7 separate regions of the Mus musculus genome follow, and all the other regions are linked to region 2. Evidence: chromatin contacts called from public HiChIP or PLAC-seq and promoter capture Hi-C data. All regions are on one chromosome and are shown on one strand. The core of a region is the stretch at or near the end of the contact, and the rest is flanking DNA. Distances in the headings are between cores, read along the strand shown. Region 1 holds the start of Fam149b (family with sequence similarity 149, member B). Region 2 holds the start of Vdac2 (voltage-dependent anion channel 2). Region 3 holds the start of Kcnk5 (potassium channel, subfamily K, member 5). Region 4 holds the start of Saysd1 (SAYSVFN motif domain containing 1). Region 5 holds the start of Dnajc9 (DnaJ heat shock protein family (Hsp40) member C9). Region 6 holds the start of Nudt13 (nudix (nucleoside diphosphate linked moiety X)-type motif 13). Region 7 overlaps Kcnma1 (potassium large conductance calcium-activated channel, subfamily M, alpha member 1).

What was found. Promoter capture Hi-C pulls out the DNA fragments that hold promoters and counts their contacts. HiChIP or PLAC-seq counts read pairs in DNA pulled down with a chosen protein or histone mark. Capture Hi-C pulls out chosen DNA fragments and counts their contacts.
Region 1: a contact with region 2 is called in a promoter capture Hi-C map of pre-B cells, with 4 times the contacts expected there. The contact joins the promoter of Fam149b here to the promoter of Vdac2 in region 2. A contact is called at or near these places in 4 of 39 promoter capture datasets (the C10 cell line, HPC-7-derived erythroid cells, fetal liver and 1 more), 1 of 484 Hi-C or Micro-C datasets (pre-B cells), 2 of 115 datasets of contacts at active chromatin or transcription factors (double positive thymocytes and thymic regulatory T cells) and 2 of 9 other capture datasets (adipose tissue and macrophages).
Region 3: a promoter capture Hi-C map of pre-B cells shows a contact between it and region 2, with 4 times the contacts expected there. The contact joins the promoter of Kcnk5 here to the promoter of Vdac2 in region 2. A contact is called at or near these places in 4 of 39 promoter capture datasets (the C10 cell line, liver, pre-B cells and 1 more), 1 of 484 Hi-C or Micro-C datasets (the G1E-ER4 cell line) and 1 of 115 datasets of contacts at active chromatin or transcription factors (embryonic stem cells).
Region 4: a promoter capture Hi-C map of pre-B cells shows a contact between it and region 2, with 4 times the contacts expected there. The contact joins the promoter of Saysd1 here to the promoter of Vdac2 in region 2. A contact is called at or near these places in 3 of 39 promoter capture datasets (liver and pre-B cells) and 2 of 9 other capture datasets (adipose tissue and liver).
Region 5: a contact with region 2 is called in a promoter capture Hi-C map of adipose tissue, with 3 times the contacts expected there. The contact joins the promoter of Dnajc9 here to the promoter of Vdac2 in region 2. A contact is called at or near these places in 4 of 39 promoter capture datasets (the C10 cell line, fetal liver, liver and 1 more), 5 of 484 Hi-C or Micro-C datasets (the Ba/F3 cell line, CD4 T cells, the G1E-ER4 cell line and 2 more) and 1 of 9 other capture datasets (adipose tissue).
Region 6: a contact with region 2 is called in a promoter capture Hi-C map of pre-B cells, with 4 times the contacts expected there. The contact joins the promoter of Nudt13 here to the promoter of Vdac2 in region 2. A contact is called at or near these places in 3 of 39 promoter capture datasets (the C10 cell line, liver and pre-B cells).
Region 7: an H3K4me3 HiChIP or PLAC-seq map of stem cell-derived neural progenitor cells shows a contact between it and region 2, with 10 times the contacts expected there. The contact joins the enhancer-like site here to the promoter of Vdac2 in region 2. A contact is called at or near these places in 12 of 39 promoter capture datasets (the 3T3-L1 cell line, 3T3-L1-derived adipocytes, the HPC-7 cell line and 7 more), 1 of 15 datasets of contacts at CTCF or cohesin (embryonic stem cells), 8 of 484 Hi-C or Micro-C datasets (adipose-derived mesenchymal stem cells, cardiomyocytes, cumulus cells and 5 more) and 12 of 115 datasets of contacts at active chromatin or transcription factors (SST interneurons, astrocytes, differentiating embryonic stem cells and 8 more).

What each region holds. Positions count from the first base shown.
Region 1 is chr14:20,346,848-20,350,068 of GRCm38.p6, forward strand. It overlaps Fam149b (family with sequence similarity 149, member B), which reads left to right and starts at 1,315. Exons shown (of 14, transcript NM_001024512.2): 1 at 1,315-1,547. The coding sequence starts at 1,501. It overlaps Ecd (ecdysoneless cell cycle regulator), which reads right to left and starts at 1,274. Exons shown (of 14, transcript NM_027475.3): 1 at 947-1,274.
Region 2 is chr14:21,830,188-21,833,535 of GRCm38.p6, forward strand. It overlaps Vdac2 (voltage-dependent anion channel 2), which reads left to right and starts at 1,374. Exons shown (of 10, transcript NM_011695.2): 1 at 1,374-1,480; 2 at 1,664-1,722; 3 at 2,697-2,765. The coding sequence starts at 1,689.
Region 3 is chr14:20,180,333-20,183,751 of GRCm38.p6, forward strand. It overlaps Kcnk5 (potassium channel, subfamily K, member 5), which reads right to left and starts at 1,450. Exons shown (of 5, transcript NM_021542.4): 1 at 935-1,450. The coding sequence starts at 1,120.
Region 4 is chr14:20,081,500-20,084,647 of GRCm38.p6, forward strand. It overlaps Saysd1 (SAYSVFN motif domain containing 1), which reads right to left and starts at 1,673. Exons shown (of 2, transcript NM_026209.1): 1 at 1,379-1,673. The coding sequence starts at 1,588.
Region 5 is chr14:20,387,547-20,390,772 of GRCm38.p6, forward strand. Dnajc9 (DnaJ heat shock protein family (Hsp40) member C9) reads right to left here and starts at 1,364. Exons shown (of 5, transcript NM_134081.5): 1 at 1,058-1,364; 2 at 754-894; 3 at 411-665. The coding sequence starts at 1,237.
Region 6 is chr14:20,293,313-20,296,374 of GRCm38.p6, forward strand. It overlaps Nudt13 (nudix (nucleoside diphosphate linked moiety X)-type motif 13), which reads left to right and starts at 1,378. Exons shown (of 9, transcript NM_026341.3): 1 at 1,378-1,480.
Region 7 is chr14:23,399,659-23,403,047 of GRCm38.p6, forward strand. All of the region lies in intron 19 of Kcnma1 (potassium large conductance calcium-activated channel, subfamily M, alpha member 1), which reads right to left. Among named protein-coding and RNA genes, the nearest start is that of 5430425E15Rik, 110 kb to the right of the region's middle. Within about 2 kb of position 1,338, at least 35 of the 459 cell types and tissues checked have an H3K27ac peak or open chromatin away from gene starts, as enhancers often do. A contact at or near this core is called in neural progenitor cells, stem cell-derived motor neurons and stem cell-derived neural progenitor cells, where this site is marked.

The DNA.
Region 1 (3,221 bases), core at 65-2,564, 1.5 Mb before region 2:
GACATAAGCCACACAAAAGGAGAAATAACAGCATTCTCAGAATTCTTCTAGGTGACTACATTATTTCCCCCAAATTTGATACACACCTACCATCATGGTTCCGGCCTTTACCAGACACCACTTGATTTATCCTCTGAATAACAGACTTAAAACTATCTTCCTTAAAATTAAATTATGTGAACTGGAAACCTTGATATTATGGAGTAAATGAAAGTCCAACAACTCACTTCCCAAACCAAAGAAGTATGTGAGGATAAAAGTTAAAAATAGCTAGGTGTGCCTATGGTCTCAGCTGAGAGATCAAGGCAAAAGGATCACCTGGGTCCAGGATTTTGAGGCTAGGCTAGGTAACATAAGACGATCCTTTCTCACAAATAAATAAATGTTTGCCCTTCAGTCGGCAGCAGTGTGTGTAACACAGTTTGAAAACATTCCATTACTATCCATTATTCTCTCACACCTTCCAACCGTGCTTCAGTCGGTGGCATACTTTGGGCACTTTACTTTCTTGAGCTTTCTACTTAGTCGTGAAATGAAAGTGTTAGTCTGCCGTCTCTAAAACACCTTCCTTTAAAATTGTGTTACTAGGTGCGTTAAAAAGCAATGCCCCTTGCTCTACAGGGCTTCTATAGAAGATTTAAAAGTGCCAACACTTGCGTGTCGGAGTTTCGTCCCAAAATAATTGGTCATGGTTCCGGATGCCCACCTAACGCAGCAATTTAATTCCTAAGCTTACTTGGCTTTGCAATGAACCAATAAGGAACCTGCACCTTCTATGCAACTACCCACTCACCACTGTAAATTAGAATCGTGCTGCCTCTCACCCTGGCGGATCAAGGAAAAACTCTACCCACCCTCACCCTAAATCCAAGCAGGGCTCTTTATGTAGAATTTACAGAGTCAGAATTGGACTTGAGATCATGGGAATTAATGAAAAATGACATACCCGAGAGTACAGAAGAGGAGCCACCAGGAGCACTGTCCTGGCGCGGTATAGTGCTCCTTCACCAAACTAGACGCTCTTCTTCCACCTGACAAAAGTAAAGCGATCCCTTTCAATAGCTCTCTCGTGCGCCTCTGCTCTGGCACCTTTCCTTGGCTGCCTCTTCCAGCAGGACACTTGGTCAGAGGCGACCACCAACCGCCCAATCCCGGCCCATGCTGGGTCCTCGCGTTCGCTTGGGCCCTGATCCACGCCTGAACGCCTGCAAGTCGTGAGGCTCGGAACCCTGAGTATAGTCTCTAGTGCGCATCGGAGCCAATTTCCGAAAGACGCTGTACCTTCGTCACTTCCGCTCATGAGAGGAAGGAGGCAGGTCGGAAGACTATAGAGTGGGAACTCTGGGAGGTGGCGGTCCGGAATCTAAGCGACGGGGCGAGACGGGGCGAGACGGGGCCGGTAGGTGGCAGGAGGGGGCCGGGCCGGAGCCGGCGGGAGGGCCAGGCCCCGAGGCCCCCGCCCTGGCTTGCCCGCCCTGGCCGCAGAGGAGAAAAAGGAGGATGATCTCCAGATACACTCGGAAGGCCGTGCCGCAGAGCGTGGAGCTGTGAGTGGATTGCTCTGCTCGCCCAGCTTGGGCCGCCGGAGCTCAAGGGACCTTATAAGGCCCGTCCTCTCCTTTCCCGTCCCAGACATAGGGAGGGAAAATACTATCCCGGATTCTCACCTCCCAGCCCTGGTGGAAGCTGCCTTTTGTCTTTGGGTCACCAGCTTAGGGTGTGCCTTTGGGACTGTTAGGTCCTGAATTGAGGGAGTGCTGCATCCGTTGTTCCCACAGTGCTTTTGACCCCACTGAAGATAATAGCTTAAATGCTACAATAACGTTGAACGTGTCTAGTTCAGAACACCATGCAAAGCTGTTTGCTTGAATGCAATAGCGAAATCAGGTTGAGACCAACTTTGCACATCCTACAAATAAAGATCACAGGTCTAAAGGTTGTATCTAGAAGGTGGTGCAGCTCAGACGTACAAACCAAGGGTCAATCCGATTGTAAAGCCTGTTGTCAAGCAATTCACACATTGCCGTCACACCCCCTGCAAATAATGCTAAAAAGCAAGCACTTTGGTAGTTTAAAAACCTGCTTTGTACCCTTAGTAAAGTGTAACATAGAGCCTTATATCTACTGACTGGTACTTTGCAATTTCAAAAGAACCTGCAGTTTCTTGGTCCTTTCAGCAGTTCTGAAAGATTGCTGTAACTAGCTTCTGTTGCTCAGATAAAATTAGAAAGCTTCCACATCTGAACCCAATAGGGCCTGAACGTTTAAACCAAGTCCCATTGGTCCTCCTCATTGAAGTAAGCAATTTCAACAGCCATACACTTATTATGCATTCCAATAACATTCATTTAAAGTCACACCTGAGATTTTTAGATGGATACTTTTCTTGCCACTTAGCTTTTAGGAAATTTAACTAGATCTGGGCCTTCCTGTCTATGTATACAACTAAGATGTACAAGTATACCTAAAATGATGACGTAGGGCTGGTACATAATAGATCCTCAATAAGTGATAGCACTACTTTCTTCTTCCCGCCTTTACTTGGTAAAAGAGCCATACAAAGAAGAGAACCTCTCCTTGCTTTTCAGAAGCATGTTATCTATTAAGGAATATGTTATTTGCACAACAGCAAATCAGATAATAAGCTCCTTAGGGAATAAAACTAAGAAATAATCATTTCCCCAAAGTGAGAAGGATTTAACTTAAAATCTGCTTTTAATTTTTAAAATTCCATTTAGTGTATCATGCACATGCGCGTGCACCATAGCACACATTTGTTTTTTTGATTTTTTTTTTTTTTTTTTTTTTTTTGGTTTTTTGAGACAGGGTTTCTCTGCGCAGTCCTGGCTGTCCTGGAACTCACTCTTTAGACCATGCTGGTCTTGAACTCAGAAATCCACCTGCCTCTGCCTCCCAAGTGCTGGGATTACAGGTGTGCGCCACCACTGCCCGGCCCATAGCACACATTTGGAGGTTAGTAGACAGCTTCCAAGAGTCACTCATTCCATTATGTGAGTCTTGTTGATTGAACTCAGGTCATGAGGCTTGGTGGCAAGTACCTTTATTTACTGGGCCATCTTATCAGCCCCAGATTTGCTTTTATAATTATTTCTAACCAGAGATGTTAAAAATACATGTTGTATGAAGACACTCTGGATAGGCATCTCCTGAGCTGAAATTTCTGACCCTGTGTATTGTACTACTTGTTCTTGATGCTGTTT
Region 2 (3,348 bases), core at 124-2,623:
ATTTGAGTTTATTGAGCTGAAGTGTCAGTTGTCTCCATTTTAAATCTTCTGTATGGCTGACGTGTGTGTGTGTGTGTGTTTTGAACAGTGTCTACTGCTCTTCACCTTTTACAGAATTTAGAGAACACGGTTTGCAGGCCAGGTTGACAGAGCCCCCGTGACCCTCTTGTTTCTATTTCTGGAACTACTACTGGCTTTTAATGTGGGTGTTGGGTGCTGGGGATCCGAGCTCAGGTCCCCTTGCATGCACAGCAAGATAAGGGTTCTTACTCACTGAGCCTCCGATTCTATCTTTATTATCCTGTTTGCCTCACCCTGTAGTTTAGCCTCAAACTGGTCTCTATTATTATTATTTCAAGACAGGGTTTTTCTGTATTGCCCTTGCTGTCCTGGAACTCTCTCTGTAGACCAGGCTGGCCTCGAATTCAGAAATCCACCTGCCTCTGCCTCCCAAGTGCTGGGATTAAAGGTGTGCACCACCACTATCCAGCGGTCTCTTATCTTTATTAACCTTTTGCCTCACTCTGTAGTTTAGCCTCAATCTGGTGTAATTTCTCTGCCGCCCAGATCTGGGACTACAGGTATAGGCATCAGGACTGGCTGCTCCCTCCCTCTTCTGGCATATCTAAAGAACTTGAGAGCAGCATTCTAATGACTGGTCAGCATGAATCCTACAGTTATTCCCTTGTCTCTCCAGGCCTCTCAACCAGGGGAAGCTTCTCTTCCTAGAGCAGGATGTGCTTCTGCGCGTGTGTGAACCCATACCATATATGGGTGAGACGGAGGCTGCAGGAGCGCAACCCTGAGGCTCCGAGAGAAATGCCCAGAGACTGGCTCAAGTTTGTTCCTTTGGAGCCCAGCCTAGTCCCAGCAGGGGAGGACATGGCGGTGGGCGGTGAACCGAGATGGGAAGAGCATGGAGGCTGCACTTGGGGAGAGTGTTTCATCCCCCTCAACCCGGACCTTAAGTTCAGACCTCCAGGCTGGGACTCAGGGAGGAGGCTGAGAGGGTGCACGTGACCCTGCGGGGCACATCGCCCCGCCCCGTCGCGACTCGCGTGGCCACTCCCATCCTGACCGCGCGGGTGCCGTTGCGCCGCCTCCGCCGTTCCCAGGTCCTCGCCTCTGGGGCTGTCCTGGACATTGCCTAACCCGAGGCCCCGCAGCTCCTGCTCGCCCCGTCCCCGCCGGACGGTCCGAGACCGCTCACCCAAGGAGACCGCCGTGCTCTCGACCCACGTGGTCACTCCGGAGCAGGTGGGAGTGGGCAGCGGGCGGAGCGGCAAGGACAGGCGCGGTAGACAGCCCGGGCGGCCGCGGCGGGGACCTGGCTGGGGGAGGCCAGGCTTGCGGCGGGGCGCAACGGTGTCTCCTTCACTTCGCCCTCCAGCCGCGGTGGCTGCAGCGCAACTTTCAGATAGCGGAGTGGCCTCAGCTGCGAGCCGAGCGGTGGCGGCAGCGCCCCTCAGGACACCCGCAGGTACTATGGTGCCCGCCTCTTGCCGACTCTGGGGCCTTAGGGCGGGCCGGCAGCCTGAGTGAACTCAGGGCGGCCCTGGTCCCCTAAGATGGCCGCAGCGGCCCCGGCCCCTTTCTCTAATGTCCGAGCTCCCCAGGGGACCCTTTGACTGTCCCCTGACCGCACTTCTTGTCCCTTTCACAGATCACCTTTTCCCCGCGACTTCGCCATGGCTGAGTGCTGTGTACCGGTATGCCCACGGCGTAAGTAGCACAAGAGGTGTTTGCGCGATGGGGCCATGGGGGCTGTGCTGTTCCTCTTTAGAGAACCATACCTTGTTCCGCCGTGGCCCACATGATGCCTGCAAAGACTTGGAAAGTTTGCTTCTTTGCGCGCCCCCTAAGTCTTACACTGCCACTCTGTTGACGGACGTGGTGCTGGGCTGTTGGGTTGCAGATAGGGGGGCTCGCGCCTGGGGCGTTGGTCCTTGGCCGCACCCACCCTTGGCTTTTGGATATGTTACTTACAAATCCGAAAGCAAAACACTTAGTTGTTGAATTCCATCTTGGGGTTCGGGGGGGGGGGGCGGAGAGTTAGAGCAGTCACTTTGCAAGAGGAAGTAGTTCGCTGTCTGCCTGCACAGGTCGAGTGCACTACAAGGTCATTACACGTGTTCCTAAGGGCGTGGATGTGCACTGGAGAATGAATGAGCTGCTCCTGGAGCTCGGATTCCTTGCCCTTAAGCCTCACGTTGTCGGAGGACTTGGGGGACCGTAGTAATGTGTTTAAAGTGCCATTTGATATTTAGTTGCTGTAGACATAGATGGTTGTATTTTTTGCCCGTGTCTCAATTGTGCCAGTTCCCAGAGTGTTGGTTTTGATTTTGGAAGTCCTTCCCAAAGGTTTGTTAGGGGAGAACGCCTAAGCTTAAATTTTGGTTTTTATCTCCGTTAAATCAGTCACCTTGAGTTTTGGCAACTGTGTAGGCAGTAGACACTTATGTTTAGGAATTAGAAAGGCTTCCCCCATTCTTAAAACTTGGTAGAAATGTCCCAGGTTTGTATTACCACATAGCTATTTAGAAATAAGTTTTTGTTATGGGTGGCTACTTTAGAATAACATTTATTGAAGTTCTAGTGGCATCAAAACCCACTCCGGTTGAACTGCTTGAATGTAAATGTTAGCAGTAGGTCCTAGTAGTAGCTCACATTAACTGTAGAATGTTTCTTTTGACTAGCGATGTGTATCCCTCCACCCTATGCTGACCTCGGCAAAGCTGCCAGAGACATTTTCAACAAAGGATTTGGTAAGGACTTTTTTCCCTTTTAAACATAAAAGAGAAAAATATATGCTTGGACCTCTTGAAAAAAGTTAATTGCTTTGCTTTTCTAGACTGAATACCCTGCTGCACTCATGCCTCTGCCAGCTGCATGTGTACCCCACTTTCTTAGCCTTTCTTCGGTCACAATTGAAAAGCTTGTTCTTTTTATTTTGTTGTTGTTTTTTGGTTTTGTTTCAAGACAGGCTTTCTCTCTGTAGTCCTGGCTGTCCTGGAACTCACTCTGTAGACCAGGCTGGCCTTGAACTCTCAGATCTACCTGCCTCTGCCTCCCAAGTGATGGGAGGCGAGTACCACCCCACTCCCCACCCCCTAGGGAGAGGGGAAAGCCTGTACTTTATTCTTTTAAGTGACAGTTCAGACCATGGTTGGATAGAGCTGCCTAGAATTACTGTTTTATTTTTGTGGTTATGACTCTGGGTAGGTGGAAACCTTAGAGTTTTGAGTCAATTTTTGTGCTTTCTTGAAAATTGATTGTTTTGCACATACCACTACCCCTTGCTCTTTGGTGATACCCTTTTGGGATAAAAGTCCTAAGTGTGTTGCCATA
Region 3 (3,419 bases), core at 200-2,699, 1.6 Mb before region 2:
AGGCCAGGAACAGGATGGATGGATGCTTGGGGCTGAGCCCTCAAGAAACAGAGAAGAACCTCTGACCCTAAGTTGGCTCAAGGTTCCAGTTGAGATGGTCAGCCAAGTTTACCATGGTGAGGTCAATGGTCTACTGGGTGTGTGCATTCTCAGATAAGTGACTCCACAAGCTAACATCAGGGAAACATCCCCTCACCCACACTATCCTCGCTCCCTAAAAGGGCACTACCTGAATTTGGGTGTTCGTTTGTGCAACCTGCTGTTTTGACAAAGCTTAATTCCGAGTCCTTGAGGGATGGCTCAGCTTGCTAAGACTTCATGGAAGCCTGGGACCGTCCCGAACATTCCAGCCACAGACCTTCCTCCGAGGCACTTAGGATATGTCCGAGCTCCCTGCCCCACTCAAAGTGCAGCAACTGGCGGGTGTGTTTTTGCTCACACCAGGTCTGGGGGCCCTCTGCTGTATTCAAGTTTAGAAAGGTCGAGCGGGCGCGGCAACGGCCCTGGAGCGGGAGGTGGTGACGCGAGGGGTGGCACCCGGCTCTGCTCCCGGACTCCGGGAGCGTCTCCAAGGAAAGATAAACTCCTTTATCCGCCCCACAGCCTCCCTCCAAAGAGGGAGGCACCCGCACACCCACACTAAGCCACCGCGGGGCCCAGTTCATCCTGGAGTCAACCCCAAGTTCTCTCGGAACTTACTAGGTACTGACCAAGTCTGCGCGCGTGGGGGAATCTCCCTGTCCCTAGACGAAAGACACAGATCTTTGCGACCTGACACCTGATGAGGCATTTTCTCCCGCCACCCAGGGACTTCTGGTTGGGACTGGGGGGTGGGGGGTCGTCTTAAACTGTAGGAGGGAGTATCCCCTTCAATACCGCTATAGTCCCAACAGCTTCAGATGCATGTGGAGGATTCTGGCGACCGACGGCTCACCTGTAGGATCTTGTCCAGTCCCTCCTGACTCAGGCACGGAAACTCCTTGAGTAGATGCAGTTTCTGTGTATAGTAGTTTTTCTTGGCCTCCTTCCAGTGTGGCTCCTCCAGCACTTCGAAGATCGCTGCCCCGATGGCCAGGTAGAATATGATGGCCGAGGTGAGTAAAGGACCCCGGTCCACCATGACTCTGGAATGGCCACCTCCTGGAGAAAGAGTCCCCTAATTCCAGCAGCTCCGGGTTCACTCGTCCTGCAGCCCTGGACACAGCTGTTTGAATTTGGAGCTCCGCATGCGCAGTGCCCGGTACCCCCGCGCGCCGCTCCCGGGACAGTTGCTTGGCCAAGTTGGCTCCCTGAACGCGGGGAACTGCGTGGATCACGTTCTCACAGGCCAGGGTGAGCGCACATCAAAAGGGGGTTGGGGCCACCCCAATCTCTCGATCCTGAAGGGTAGGGTGAAACTCAGGACCCACACCAGCAGACACGTGTGCCGCCTCTGCGCGCGCGACAGTACGCCCAGCGCGCCTCCGCAGGGCTCTTTAAGCAGCTCTCAGCCCGCCCGCTCGCGCCAGACCCTGAAAGGGGTGGAGTCCATTCGGAACCCGCCCCTGGCCCCGCCCAGCGCGCCTGAAGTCATTACACCAAACACCGGGTTCTCCAAGCTCCAGGCCAAGGCTTCATGGCCCCACCAGACTTCCAGGAGCCACACAGTCGCGGGATTTGCGGTCTGCGGGACTCCAGTTGCGTATTAGAAATCGATATAATTCGCTAAAACGGTCATGCACCTTACTGCTGAGGTCAGAAATACATTGCCAGTGTTACTATCACATCCAGATGTTTCCCCAATTATTCCTGGGGCTCACACACTTACTTATCTGACCCGAGTAAGGAGATTGGATCTGAATTAGGATTACTGGGAATTAATCCCAACCACAAATGGGTGAAGAACCCATCCCAGGTCATCTGTGTTCGCGACACTTCTGAGAGAGGCGACAGACAGCCACACCCACATTACAAGGACCTCTTCCTTACTCCCAAGCCTGCTTAAAATTACAACACCACTTCCCCCTTACCCACCCCAGCTGGAATATCTACTGGAGAGACTAGAAATGCTTTCCACTCGGTGATGCATTTATCCACAGGCCTGTTAATAGCGATAAACACTCAGACCAGGTGTGGTGGTAGTGTGCACATTTAGTCCCAACTAGAGAGGTATACCAACTTTGTCTACATAGGGAGTTCTAGGCCAGCCAGGCTACACAGTAAAACCTTCTCTCAAAAATAAACAAATACTTGATAATAGGCAGAAGATGTGAATACATCTGTCAAAACTCGTCTGAGTTACTCCTCACTCTGCTTGCTTCTCTGAGCATTTATAAACCCTGGGCAGACGACATGTTTTTGTATCGTAATCGGGGGTTTGTCGTTAGATCTACTTTCCAGGAAAGAAATGGAAGCTAGGCAGAGCCATTTGGGCAGCCTCCACTGTCTCAAGTCAGGGGTGCTGACTTGTGTGCCAGAGCCACAGCCTGCCCCTGACCTCTGTGGCAGCAGATGCAACAGAGGCCAGAGTCCCTGGCACTACCCCCTCCCCAGGGCCTTTTCCTTCTGTGGGTGATTAATCGTCACAGGCCGAGAGTTGCAAGAAGGTTGTCTGTGGCTCTTGAAATCTTGCTGCATCTGCAGAGCTAAGGATGGCTCCACACTGCTGATCAGTCAATCATTTAGATAGGGTCTCCCTGTGTAGCTCTGGTTATCCTGGACCTCGCTATGTAAACCAAGCTGACTTTGAACTCACAAAGATCCACTCCCTACACTTCCCAAGTGCTGGAATTAAAGACATGGCCACCACCTCTGGCCTTCAATTGTTTGTAGCTCTTGTTTGAAGATTGTGAACATGCCCTGAGGGAGAAGTCTGAGCAGGAAACCGAGAAAACTCAGGTTTCTAGGGCAGGAGAGATGGCTTGTCAGTTAAGAGACTGACAGCCCTGTCTCGAAAAACCAAAAAAAAAAAAAAAAAAAAAAACAGAGAGAGACTGACAGCTATTACAGAGGACAGAGTCTCATTTTCCCTGTAACTCCAGTTCCAGAGTATCCAATGCCTCTTCTGAGCTCTGTGAGCACACACACACACACATAATATATGTATATATGAAAATTCAGGCTTTCTAACTTTGTGTCCCAGTGCCTGCTTCCTTCCTCAGGGTACTTCCATACAAGGCTTGCCCTGGGCCAGGCCGCAGGATGATGCTTTTCCACTACACAGCAGCAGGCCTCGTTGCCTGCCCTAAACAGATTTTTCTCTACCTTTCTGTAACACCTTCTCTCTCCAATATTCCCGATGTGGTCTGAACCCCAATCTCACAGCCTTCAACTGGCTGTGGGGGCCACCAGACTTCTGTCCCAAGCATGCCCAGACCTTTTCATGGCTGGAGCTCACCCCCCTAGTTATAAGGTCGGGGGCTGCATGGGGTGTGAACACT
Region 4 (3,148 bases), core at 423-2,922, 1.7 Mb before region 2:
AGCGTAGTGTGCTGGTTCATTTCTTGTCAATTTGACCCAAACTAGAGTCTTCTGGGAAGAGGGAATCTCAATTGAGAAATGAGAGTGCCAGTAGGCAAGTCCATGGCCTGTAAGCTAAAATAAGCCCCTTCCTCCCCACATGGCTTTGGTTATGGTGTTTATCAAAATAACAAAAACCAAACCAGGACACAAATTTCCTCCTTGGAGTGTTTCATATTTCCACCCAGGGATTCCAACCTCACAGGCAAGTACCTTTGCCAGGATACTCCTGTGTGGAACTATATGAAGCCACAATGAGATTCGAATGGGCTATCATACTTGTCCAAATTATTTCTACCTAGATCACTCACAGTTGAACTTGAATACCCTTCTCTAGTCCAAGAGGGGCCTATAAGCCCATGCACATCACTCTAGGCAGTTACAGTGGCCACACTTCCATAGTCAAACCCCGTTTTGCACAGGCCAGACCTTGCTTAGCTTCAGAAATCAAGCTGCATTCAGAACAGTATGGCCATAGTCTCAAACCTCTTTTTGTTTCCTGGTCCAAATCCCATTTCTAAAGTACAAGCTACCCGAGACACTGGCTTCCTCTACCCAAGGTGTGAATAAAGTGCAGCCTTAATTACTGCCACCTCTGAGCCATAACCAGTAAGGCCTTTACCCCCTCACTAGCAGTGGATGCAGCTCAGTGGTTTCAGACCCCAGGACAAGGTGCTGAGGTGTATATTTTACACACCAAGCAGACCTGGCCTCCAGGTTCTCCAAGCATCTCTCAGTCCCTACCTAGCATACCCTACCCCCAACCCTGAACTTTCCAGCCCACAGGCTCTTTACTATATAACCCAGACTTTTTTTTGTTTGGTTGGTTTTCTCTCTTCCTCTTCTTCCTTTTCCTTCTCTCTTTCTCTTCTCCCTCCCCTCTGTCTCCCTTCTCATGGCGACTTCCCTGGCCTCCTTCCTAGGGCCAGTGAACTCATCGGCACAAAAGCAGCTTCCCGATAAACCTATATATATACTAATCTGGCTTGAATTGGCTTACTTCACCAGTGGAGAAATAACTTATCAGTTTCTCAAAGCCACGAATCTCTGTCATTAACTCGCAGTGAACAACTGGAGAGCAGAGATGTTTCTTCAAGCTCCCTAGAGCTTCGCTTTGTTTTCAACTAGTTGCTGCATAGGATTGTCTGGGATGGAAAACGTCAAGGCCACGTATCATGTGCTGATACACAGAGCGGAAATGCGGTGTCCAGCCACGAGGCAGGCGAGGAGAGAGCGCACAGGACAAGGAAGAGCCAGATATCCTGGGTGTGGCTTGGGCAGGCAGGGGCGTGGCCCCCGCGCGGAGGCGGAGCTTCAAGGTGCAGGCCTCTCTCCTCACCTGAGGCTGGTTGGGCTGAGCCTGAGCGATGGCGGGGTTGGCTTTCCGTTTCAGGAAGCGTGTCAGCCAGCCCGTGGCTGTCTTTGGGGTCGCCGCCGCTGGCTCCGCCTTCGCTCCCGAGGTCTGTACGCTCTGACTGGACGTGGAAGGCTGGGCTACCAGACTGGCCCGTTTGCGGGCCTCCCGGAACTCGGCTAACCGCTGTTCCATGGTGCGCAGCCGCCCGCTCGCCGGTGTGTGTCCAGGCCTGTCCTCGGCCGCCGTGCGCCTGCGCACGTGGCCCTCTGTTGCGCCTGCGCGTTGCATGAGCCCGGGTCGGAATTTTCCAAGGCTTTGTGACGTCTGGTGACCCTCCTGTACCTGGAGCGGTCCTCGGTTCTCGAGAGGAGAGTGAACTGAGTGTCCCATCTCCTCCGGCTAAAAGGTTGCGTTTAAAGTATGAGAACCGTCAGATGTTCCGGCTCTTGCCCGGGCCGCAGAACTCAGTTCTGACGTGTTTGCTCCTCACCTCAGGTTCAGGGAAGAACGCATGCGGGGAAGCCAGTGGTCAGCACCGCAGAAAAAGCGTCTCGGGACGCGGGAGGAGACCTGTGATCTCTGGGAAGTTTCCCGTGTCAGAAAGGCAGGATGCGTCCTACCTTCTAACTCTTACTGCAGTCTATCAGTCTCGCTGAAGGTGTTCACACCTCCATTTTCTTAGCATTTAGTTTGCTTGCTACACTAGAAAGATGCATTGACTAGACAAGAAATGTAAAACAAACGAACTTACTGAGGAAAAACTTAAATACACAAACCTGGGGGGGGGGGTTGTCAAAAGACTTTAAAAGCTAAGGATAGGAGGAAGCCAGACTGAAACTGTCTTATGGCCATCACAGGGCCACTCTTGAACTCCCAGCAGCGTGTTTGCCTGCACAAAACCAAACGACCCAACCTTCGCAAGCCCCCACTCCTAACTGGGGAGCTACTTATGGGTGATGATTTCGGGCGGGGTAGAGAGTCAGTTTCATGTAAGCCCTGGTAGATCCTGGTGGATTGCTCCATACCCATGAATGGGAATTTGTGGACTTCTTAAAAAGTGAAAAAGAGGACAAGGTGCGAGAGGGGTCAATGTTGGAGGAGTTAGAGGAGGAGAATGCATATGACCAAAACATACTAAAAATATATAAAATCTATAAATCGTAACTATAGTGTGTAACTACCATCCAGTAAAGAACATTTCTAGAACTCTGGGTGTTCTTATCCTTTCTTGCAATTAGTATTTACCCAAAAATTAAAATTTTAGATCTTACAGTTTTACAGATTTTTAAAGCTCCAAGCTAAGTACCAAGGATTTAGCTAAGTAGCACTTGCAGAATTGAGTCTCAAATACTTGTTGGATACTACTGAGTTCGAGTCAAAAAGCTAGAAAATATTCATTTAACAAATGTTTGTCTAGGGCTATGTGTTGAGTTCGGCACCAAACATTAAGGATTGAGAGCAGGAGGCAGGGATCACAAATGAAATAAAGACCTTTGCTTTCTACATTCTAATTGGAAAGATTTTTTTGTTGTTTTGGGTTTTTTGTTTTGGGTTTTGGGTTTTTTTTTTTTTTTTGGTTTGTTCTTTTGTGTAATGTGTGTGTGTGTGTGTGTGTGGTCTGTATGTCAGTGCAGTTGCTTGTGGAAACCAGAAGAGGGTGTTGAGTCCCCTGGAGCTGGAGTTCCAGGCAGTAGCTGGGGAAGCATTCTTAACTGCTGAGCCATTTCTCCTACTCCCAAAGTGGAGTTTCTA
Region 5 (3,226 bases), core at 114-2,613, 1.4 Mb before region 2:
CTGACCTCAAAAGTGGCAATCCTCAGTTAGCTTCCTCAGTGCTCAAGTACTGGGAGCACCACCCCGCCATTCTACATGTTTAACAGCACACAATCACTGCCATCTTCTACCTGTTCAATAACCACACAAGGCCCACAGCCTTGTAACCAGGCTCCATACAGCAAAGCTACAAGGACTGCCTCGTGTGAAAAGTTTTTCAGAATCACTTGAGGGTGACTTCAAACAGTCCATAAAGTGGAATCATTTTCAGCACAACATACCAAAGTAATCAGGGCTTTCTTCCTGGTCATCTAGTTAGATCAATGCTGCAGGTCAAGCAGTCATATCGCAGCAGTCTATTTCCGTCGCTGTGAATACAGCGAGACCCTTTTTTGAAGCAGCTGAGATGTGCTAGGAACAACACTACTTACCCTCCTTTTCCTTGCATTCATCTTTTGTTTAGACTCTTTGACGAAGGCGCTGTAGGCTGGAATCTCTTTGGATTCAATAGCTTTTTGAATGATGTTTCTTATCCTGGGTTCATCTGTGTACTGTACACAAAGTACAGACTCCATGATCTGGTCCATGTCGCCCTTGAAGTCCAGATAGGCCTGCTTAATATCGTTTAGCTCTTCTTCGGAGCCTTTGTATGTCTTTTCAAAAGCTTGGATATCCTCTAGCGATATCTAATAACAAAGAAGATTGCTTTAACTTCGCGAATTGTTCTTGTGGACTGAATGATGAGAATTAGTCAAAGCCACTAAAGCTCTTTACCTTTTTAAAGAGTAATCTCCAATATGCATCCCAGTCCCGGTCTTGGTTGAGGCCAGCAGAGTCTTCGTCCACTGTCCCCTGTTCATCGTACACTGCTTTCTGTTCCTTGTCACTCAGAACCGCGTAGACTCTTCCCAAGATCTGTAAGCAGAGTATCCAAAAGTCATCCTGAACCTCCCACCGAAACAGGGCAGCTAGAAAAGCTGAAAAATGCCAGGCCGAGGATCAGCAGTGCGCTGTCCTAGGAGCAGGGGCCCCGCGAGAGCACAAGTCCGGGCAGCAGTCCGAACGCGGGCCCACAAACCTGGAAGCGGCGGGTGGCGTCCTCTTTCTGGTCCTCCTCTACTCGGTCGGGGTGCACTTGCAGGGACACTTTGTGGTAGCCGCGTCGGACCTCGCCGTCCGAAGCCTCGCGCCGCACGCCCAGCACTTGGTAGAGGTCGGCGGTGCCAAACACCTGCTCGCACAGCTCCAGCAGCCCCATGCCAGGGAAGAGGCTGCTCCGCGAACCCGGGGAAGCTGTAGCCACAGCCGCTCTGCTGGACAGCGGACCGCCGGCCGCCTTTTCCCGCCCAAATAACTCTGGGCGCCTGCGTCACAGGAGAAGCGCCGGGGGCGGGGCCAGCCGCACTTTACGGCAGCCGCAAAGCAGCCTCGCTCTCGCCCGCGAAGTAAAATGAGACGGCGGTGGCGTCTTCTGGAGAGGAGGCACGCCCCACCCGGTGCCAGCCACTACTGCGCTTCCTCCCAGTTCCCTGCACAGCTCAATGATACATGAGAGTACGGTACAAGACACAACGAAAGTTTTCCGAATAGAGAGCGGATGCTCGGGCTGGAGAGGATGCTCAGCGGGTTGGAGGGCATGCCGCCATACCTGACGACCTCTGGGACCCATACAGTGGCAGGAGAGAACATACTCTGTCAAGTTGTCTTTTGGCCTACACACACACAAACACACACAATCATACACAATCATACAAAATAAGGAAAACTGGGAAACTTGACATGTTCAACCCAAAGGTTAATGTGTTTTTTAAGGTGATACTCAGAGTACAACTATAGGCTTAGATGACTTCATCTGGGATGAATCCCTCAGTCCATGCAGGAATAGCCTGTATCAATCAAAATACACAAAGCACAACTTTTAAGAATGCCTTTTATCTCAAAGGATGTGTATCTTTGGCAGCACAGAATCAGCGCCACTCACCTGCTGCAGTCACCTCACACAGCAATGGAAACTAATTGCACTGACCCACCCATCCTATCATTTTAAATAGTTCAGTGCTTCTTCGGCTTTTCCCCTCCTCGGATCTAAAAATCAAGGCCAACTAAACTTAGTTCCTCTCTTACCTACTTTCAAAGTTCCTTCATGCCCAGTGAAGGAAAACCAGCAGCCACACTGGATGGAGAGCAACCTCTGAATGTACATAAGTAACTATTCTCAGAATCCAGATAAAACAGGCCAGAGCACTACATTCCTAAAGAATGTAGCCTTACTCTAGAACTTAAAACCTACATTAACCAGCACGTAAAAGCAAACCTGTGATTCGTGTTTATAGCTGTAGAATCCCATGGTTCTGGGGCACTGTGAGGCAGACGGTGTGTTTGATTTCATACAGCCTGTCATTTACATACTGAACTCACAATACCTAAACACGACTCTATCATAGACTGTTCTGTGTATGCGTGCACATTCATGTGTTGGTTAGAGTGGGCATGTGCATGCTTTAACACATGGAGGTCAGATACCACCTTAGGTGTCAGTCTTCACTTCCTACCTCATTTGACACAAGATGTCTGTGTTGTTTCTCCACTGTGCATGCCAGCTTGCCCGTGTCTGAGGATTCCTTTGTCTCTCCACCGTCCCATGTCCCTGTAGGATGCTGCTATTGCAGACTCTTTGCTTCCTGTCTAACTAGTACATGGGGTCTAAGGATGTGAACTCAGTACCTCAGAGCTAAGGTAAAAATAAAGCGCTTTACGTCCTGAGCCATGTTCTAGGCTTCCCACTGGCATTTAAAGTGAGCTTTGGAATGGCTGTCTTATCATTTGTTTTTCCTTTCATATAGGCAACATTATATGTAGGAAAATACTTTGTAGGTAGACATACGGAGTTTGAATCCCAAGTTGTTCTCAAGTTATGTTTCCTACTCCTGAGCATAGCCTCCCTCATCTGTAACCGTGGATCTGACTGACCCACAGCTGTGATACAGAACACACAGCGACAGACTCTCAGCCTTTGGATGCACTTCCTTCTGATTACTCTTTAAAGGGTAGCGGAGGACGCCTTCATTCCCGCCACGCAGCAGACAGAGGCAGGTGGCCAGCCTGGCACACAAAGTCAGTTCTGTTCCGGAGAAACCAATCTCAGAAAAGAAAAACAAACAAAAGAAAACAATAAAAAAAAAAAAAAAGGTAAGGCTATTAAAGCCCCAACTTTTCCATCAGAGTCTTTGTATACATGAGCTCATGT
Region 6 (3,062 bases), core at 128-2,627, 1.5 Mb before region 2:
TATTGAAGCTGGGACTCAAATCCAGGTCCTCTAGAAGAACAATCAGGACTCTAAACCATTCTGCCATTTCTCCAGCCCCAGTCCTAACCTTTCTTTACACCCGCCAGGCACATCTCCACCCCAGGGCCTTTGCACGAGCTTATTTTACTCTGTCTACAAGTCTCTCCCCACAAATCCTAACTTGGCTGTTCCTGTCAGCTCTGTCAAGCTCTTTATTCCAGTGTTGCCTTAACAATGAGGCTATCCATCCTACGTAAAATAGCAAAACCGCTCCTCCTCTTACCATGCTTTAACTTCTGCCCCAGCACTTACAACCGTGTGTACAGTTATTTATTTTGTTTTCTCCCATAGAATTTTGTTTACATTAAGATGCATTTTTTATGTATCCTGTACTTTTAATATTTTGTCTCATTAATTATATTTTGAAGAGCTAGGGAAATGGCTTAGTGGTTAATAGCACTGGCTTCTCACAGAAGCAAGCAACTCCCATAGTAAGAAAGAAAGCAGCCCCAAGTAGCTTTACTGGAGATTCGTCTTAGATGGTGATTGATCCTACTGATTGACCAAGGTAAGAGTTTTACCTAAAGCGTCTATATACCTAAGCACAGTCCCTCGTTTATTTAAAGCAAGGTATCAGTATGCACCCCTGATAACCTGAGTCTACTGTGTACACTGGGCTGACCTCAAATTCAGAGGGCTCTGCCTCTGTCTCCTGGGATTAAAGGCAGGCCTGGAACTCCTTTTTTTGTTTTTGTTTTTGTTTTTCGAGACAGGGTTTCTCTGTATAGCCCTGGCTGTCCTGGAACTCACTCTGTAGACCAGGCTGGCCTTGAACTCTGAAATCCACCTGCCTCTGCCTCCCAAGTGCTGGGATTAAAGGCATGCACCACCACGCCCGGCTAAGCCCGGAACTCCTAACCTTAAAAAAAGATTTTTTTTTCATGTTCATATGTACATGGCACATGTGTGTCCATGGGTGCACATTAAAGTATGTGGGTGTAGAGGGTAAAGTTGACATGGAATGTCTTCCTCCATGGCTTTCCCCTTTGTTCATTGAGGCAGGGTCTCCCACTGAACCTGGGGCTCACCAATTCAGCTAAGCAGCATCTAGCCCAGAAGATCTGGAAACTGTTAAAGCTATTTGTTTGTGGTGGGTTTCACTATATGCTTTATAAGGTTAACTTTGCAACCCAAGGTTACAAGCTCCCGGCCTAAAAGTTGAACTACAATTCCCAGAGTGCATCGGTAATCTCTCTGAGACTGCTGGGAAGTGTGTCAGATTTCCACTTACCCAACCACCCCTACGTGCGCTGTAGCGATGAAACTACATTTCCCAGAGTGCATCTTTAAGGAGGATTCTGGGAGGTGTGGCAAAGCGTCAATCCCACTGGGAAGGGAAAAGAGAAACCATTTGAACTTGAACATTTGGAGTTTCCAGGGGCGTGCAGACCATTGGGGCATAGAAGGCATCTCGAAAAGAGTGAGTACAGGAAACGAAACCTGTTCTAAGTGCAACTAGGATGTAGTAAGGAGCCATAATCAAAACTTGCCAGACGCTCTCGGTTACAGAGTTTGACAGTTTTAACTTAAACCTTTCAAATCTCGAGAAACCGGACGTTTTTGTACCCAACATTGAGTACCTCTAAATATTTTCTGAAATATTTTTGAAGAGCTATTTAAAATGGAAGTTTCCAATATTTCACCTTTTCTCTTAATTTTTTAAATGGTGGCGGGATCTTTTAGAAATAAACCATAAAGCTTTTTATATAAACCAGGGCACAGAGACCGTGAAGTCTGCAACACGGCTGCTCATCAGCTTCCAGCATTCCCAGCCATCGAAGTCCACAGTGGAGTGGCTGCTCCCTGGGCACCTGTGAAGATTCAGGAGGAACCCACGGTCACGCTTTATGCCTTTCAAGTCATTCCATCTGGAAAGATGAACAGAATGAGAAATGTGTGTGTGTGTGCCATAGAAGTTGTTAGTTCATACGTTCAAATGCCTTGGCATTTATTAGTTTTGAGTAAAAACAACGTTACCTTTCATCTCATCGATAATTCTTTGTATACACACACACCAGGAGCGTCAAGTGTGGGGATGCTGTTTGACATATTGTCCAGTCGTCAGGCCATGATAATCGACAGTTGGCTAAAATTAATTTGGTATCAAATATTGGACAAGAAACCAGGTAGCTGTATGGCCATACAAGAGCAGTGAGTAGTTACAGCTCGATTCCCAGGACCCATTAACCTCACCAGAGGAATTCCAGTAGCCTAAATTTCCAGTAGCGTGAAAATAACCTCTTTTAGCCGTTAGTCCTGGAAACTACTGGTTTTGTTATACATTATTGTATTTATATATACATATATATGTGTGTGTATGTATGTATATGCATGTGCTTTAAAATTTAAAGATAGCCTATAATCCTTCCTGCTGAAGCAAAAGAGTCGCTATGAGTCTGAGGCCAGCCTGGGTTACAGAGTGATACTTTGTCTCAAAAATAAATAAATAAATGAAATTTAAAATCAGTAAAAATAAATAAGTAAATTTTAGTCAGGGCTGGAAAAGTGGCTCAGCAGATAAAGTGCTTGCTGAGTTTGAGTCCCCAGGACCCATGTAAAGTGGGGTGCAATAGTGCACATCTGTGACTCTCTGGAAGCTCACAGGCTAACCAGCCTAGTATACACAGTGATGAATGACAGAAATATCATGGCTCAAAATAAGGTGGAGGGTGAGGACCAACACCTGAGGGTGTCCTCTGACCTGTACACTTATCCTGTGGCATGTGTGTGCCTGCAGTATCTCTCTCTCTCACAGTCACATGCATATGCATCATGCACATGCAGTCACATACTTAGGCACCAAACACATATGCATCACACACACACACACATACACACACAATTGTAAGTGTACAAATGAACAGTTTAATTGCATGTGCCCCTGTCAACCTTCATCGCCATCTCTTTCTCCTAAACTAGCCACTGTCTATAGTCTGTGTACTTCTGAAAAATACAAAAGCCTAATTATAATCTCAGCATTCAATAGGCAGTAGCAGGAGGAT
Region 7 (3,389 bases), core at 88-2,587, 1.6 Mb after region 2:
ACTTCACATCCCGAATGACAGACTTTGGACAATACCTGAGCAAGTCAGATCATCTTAAACTTTTTTCCCCTTTATTCTGGTGGGTGGGAAGTAAACTCGTTGGAGAAAATGATGAAACCCTGCCTAGCTCAGCCCAATTTCCTTCAGGCTGCTACAAAGTTACACTTATAACTTTGTCCAAGATAAGACATATTAGAAGCGCATACAACCTAAGTGCAGGGGTCTGCCATGGACATTTCTTATCCCGAGCAGGGGAACTGATGGCAAGATAAAGTTACTGAACCTCTTGGAGAAGGGTTCTGTGGGTTATAGGAAGCTGATGTCTTACTGAGTGATCAACCTATCCTTGACTCTCAGCTTGTTGTTTCCTGTCGTCTGGGCAGAGATCTGGAAGGGAGGCCAGCAGGGACCAGCTTTTACTGAAAACTAATGACAATTGTTTTCTGAAAAGTCATTGTCAACAAAATCAGTTCTTGGAAGTAGAGTCCTGGACAGGGAACTGCTTCCCCACCATGTGCTGTGTGGTTTGGTCGGATTAATAACACTTTGTAAACCACACAGGCAAGGCAAAGAGTGTCCAGCACTGGCCAGCGCCCACCACTTATACCTGGAAGTTTCAAAAGCCCAGCACAGAAATGTCCTAATGGACGCTCAAAGTTAATGAATTAAAATTATTATTCATTTACAACATAAGTAAAGTATATCTTCCAAGTTACTAACAGGTAGAATACTAAAGAAAATAGGTAAATTATTCTCTCAATAAAAATGTCTGTCTCGTAAACAAGGCAGTATTTATCACATGTTGTACTTTTCTTTTTCTTTCTTTCTTTTTTTTTTTTTAAAGATGTATCTTTGGTTTAAAAAATAAATTTGAAAATAGGCTATACATATAGATAGAAGAAATAAACAGTTGTTGCCTATAGTTATGTTTTTAAAAAGTATTTAATATTTATTTTGGTAGTCTTATTTGGCTCATTGATAATGCCCAGGTTGAAAAACAAATCACTTTTTCTAAAAATAATTTTACTGAAATCTAAAACAAGACATAAAAATAAACCCTTATGCCATGTGTCAGGACTGACTTCTGGCCCCATAGAGAAAAGCAACACCCATTGGTGAACATGGATTCTAACTTGGTAATTCTTTGTGAGACAGCATCAAGTTGGAATTATTTTCAGACGGATATTAATCCAGTCTATTTATTAACTTTATAAACATGCCCTCCATATCCTGATGGGTACTGTGGGAATTAACCTGTATAACCAATAGATTAAAGACATGGCCATTCCACTCAGCAACAGCGGGAGGGTGGTGGGGAGGCAACTGGAGGCTGACTCTGCTTTCTGGGTCTTTGTCTTTTAAATTCAGTGAATGTTTACTTAGCTGGAACTTTCTCCAAGTGAGCATTAGACTGGGCAAATTGGATTTAAAAGAAATATCGCAAGTTGAGAGGTGTTGTTTTAATGGATGCATATCTCTTGCAAAAAGAGTTTCAGATATCCATCTTAGAGAAATAAAGGAGAATCAAGAGAAAGAGAAAAGGCAGGAAGTGAGGCAGGAGGATAGGCATTTAGAGGCCATCTGGGAGGGAGCATTTCATTTATAGGGTTGCAGTGCCACCTTCTGGTTACTTCATATTTCAAGTCCCCCTGATCTGAGGCCATCTATCTCACAATCTAAGCCTCAATGTGCAGCTGTACAACTGCAGTTCTCCAGCGCTGTTATACGTAAGAATTTTATTGCCCGTCAGCAGATTTCTAACCCACTGGTTGAAGTTTAATAATCTTCTGTTACCTGAAGTATAGGTTATATAAAAACCTAGCATGCTAATTGTTGACAAACCAATTCTAATACACAAAGCTCTGTAACTCACCCAGTAAATACCCAAATACATCAACAGAGAGAGCTCCTTTTTGTTCTAACAGTGTGCTATTAATACAACTGATCATTTAACATGAGATTCACAACGCGCATTTCAAAATATGGAGGAATCAGGGGCAAGGCTTCCCCTTATTAACTTCTCCTTTATTTACAATTGAGAAAGAAAAGAACATTCTCTCCTCCCCCTCCCCACTCCCCCCATTTTTGGAGAACAAGTTCCTTGACCACAATGCCATTTGGGAAATATGTTGATATAGCAAAGTCTGAATTATAAATACCTTATAGGCGTTTATATAAATACCTTCCATCTATAAGATGTTATATGGTTTTGCATGGTGATGAGGAAGTTGTGGGGAAGATATGTCACCGATACTGTGGGCAGAGAAACACTACCTGTCATTTTCTCTGGGGGGGGGGGGGAGATCACCGAGACGACGTGATAGCAAAGGAACACAATAAAGAGGAGAAGCCGGGATGTGATAGTGTGTCTGATTATATCTGCAAAGGAAACTGTGAAATAAATTAACACCAAGTACCCATGAGATGCGGATGGTAGCTCCACAGCCAGCAGTTGCTGTGCATCAGGGGAGGTTTCTGTTCAGTAGTAAGAGAACTAAAGTGCAGGTAGGCTGTGAATCTGGTGGTGATAACTAATGGCCACGCCACTTAAGACTCGGATTAGATCTCTAACAGGGGGAAAAATAAGAATAATAAAAGACTCTAAAGGACAGAAGAATGCAATAGGGTTTGTATTTTCACTCAGAAAATATAAACCCCAAATGGGATCAAAGGGGCCCAAGAAATGAAAAATGACAATTCCTCTGTCGACCCTGATCTTATCTCAAGCCACACTATCACATGATAATGCTCTGGGGTTTAGGGGAGGGCAGAACTGTTCTTTGGGTGCCAAGGAAGCAGAAGAACATTATGACCCACTCGGCCGAGAGAAACACACTCTAATTTCAAAAAGTTATTGAGATTTAATCTCTAAGAACTGCAAAAATAGCTCAGGCAACAACCAAAAGGGTGGCTCTCAACACCTATATGAGTCTTTGTGGGTAGGGAAGTATATTGGAAAGGCAAGATTTCAGTACTTCCAGGAAGATGTCATGCTGAGGTCCTCCCAATCCAGACTTCAGCTTCCTAACACAAACACGCTGATTTTATCTACCGATTATTCCTCCTTGATTTAGCATTGAAACACCTTAATTGCGTTCCTTTGCTATCACGTCTCGGTGATCTTCCCTACCCCACCCCCAGAAAAAATGACAGGTAGTGTTTCTCTGCCCACAGCATCAGTGACATATCTTCCCCACAACTTCCTCATCACCATGTAAAACAATATAACATCTTATAGATGGAAGGTATTTATAATTCAGACTTTGCCATATCAACATTAAAAGCAATGGTGTCTGTCTAAAAAATTGCTTTACATCCTCCCCATGATCTGAGTAAGACACTTGGATCAAGAGGATCAAGGGTCGGAGGACCTCACTTGAGCACATAGT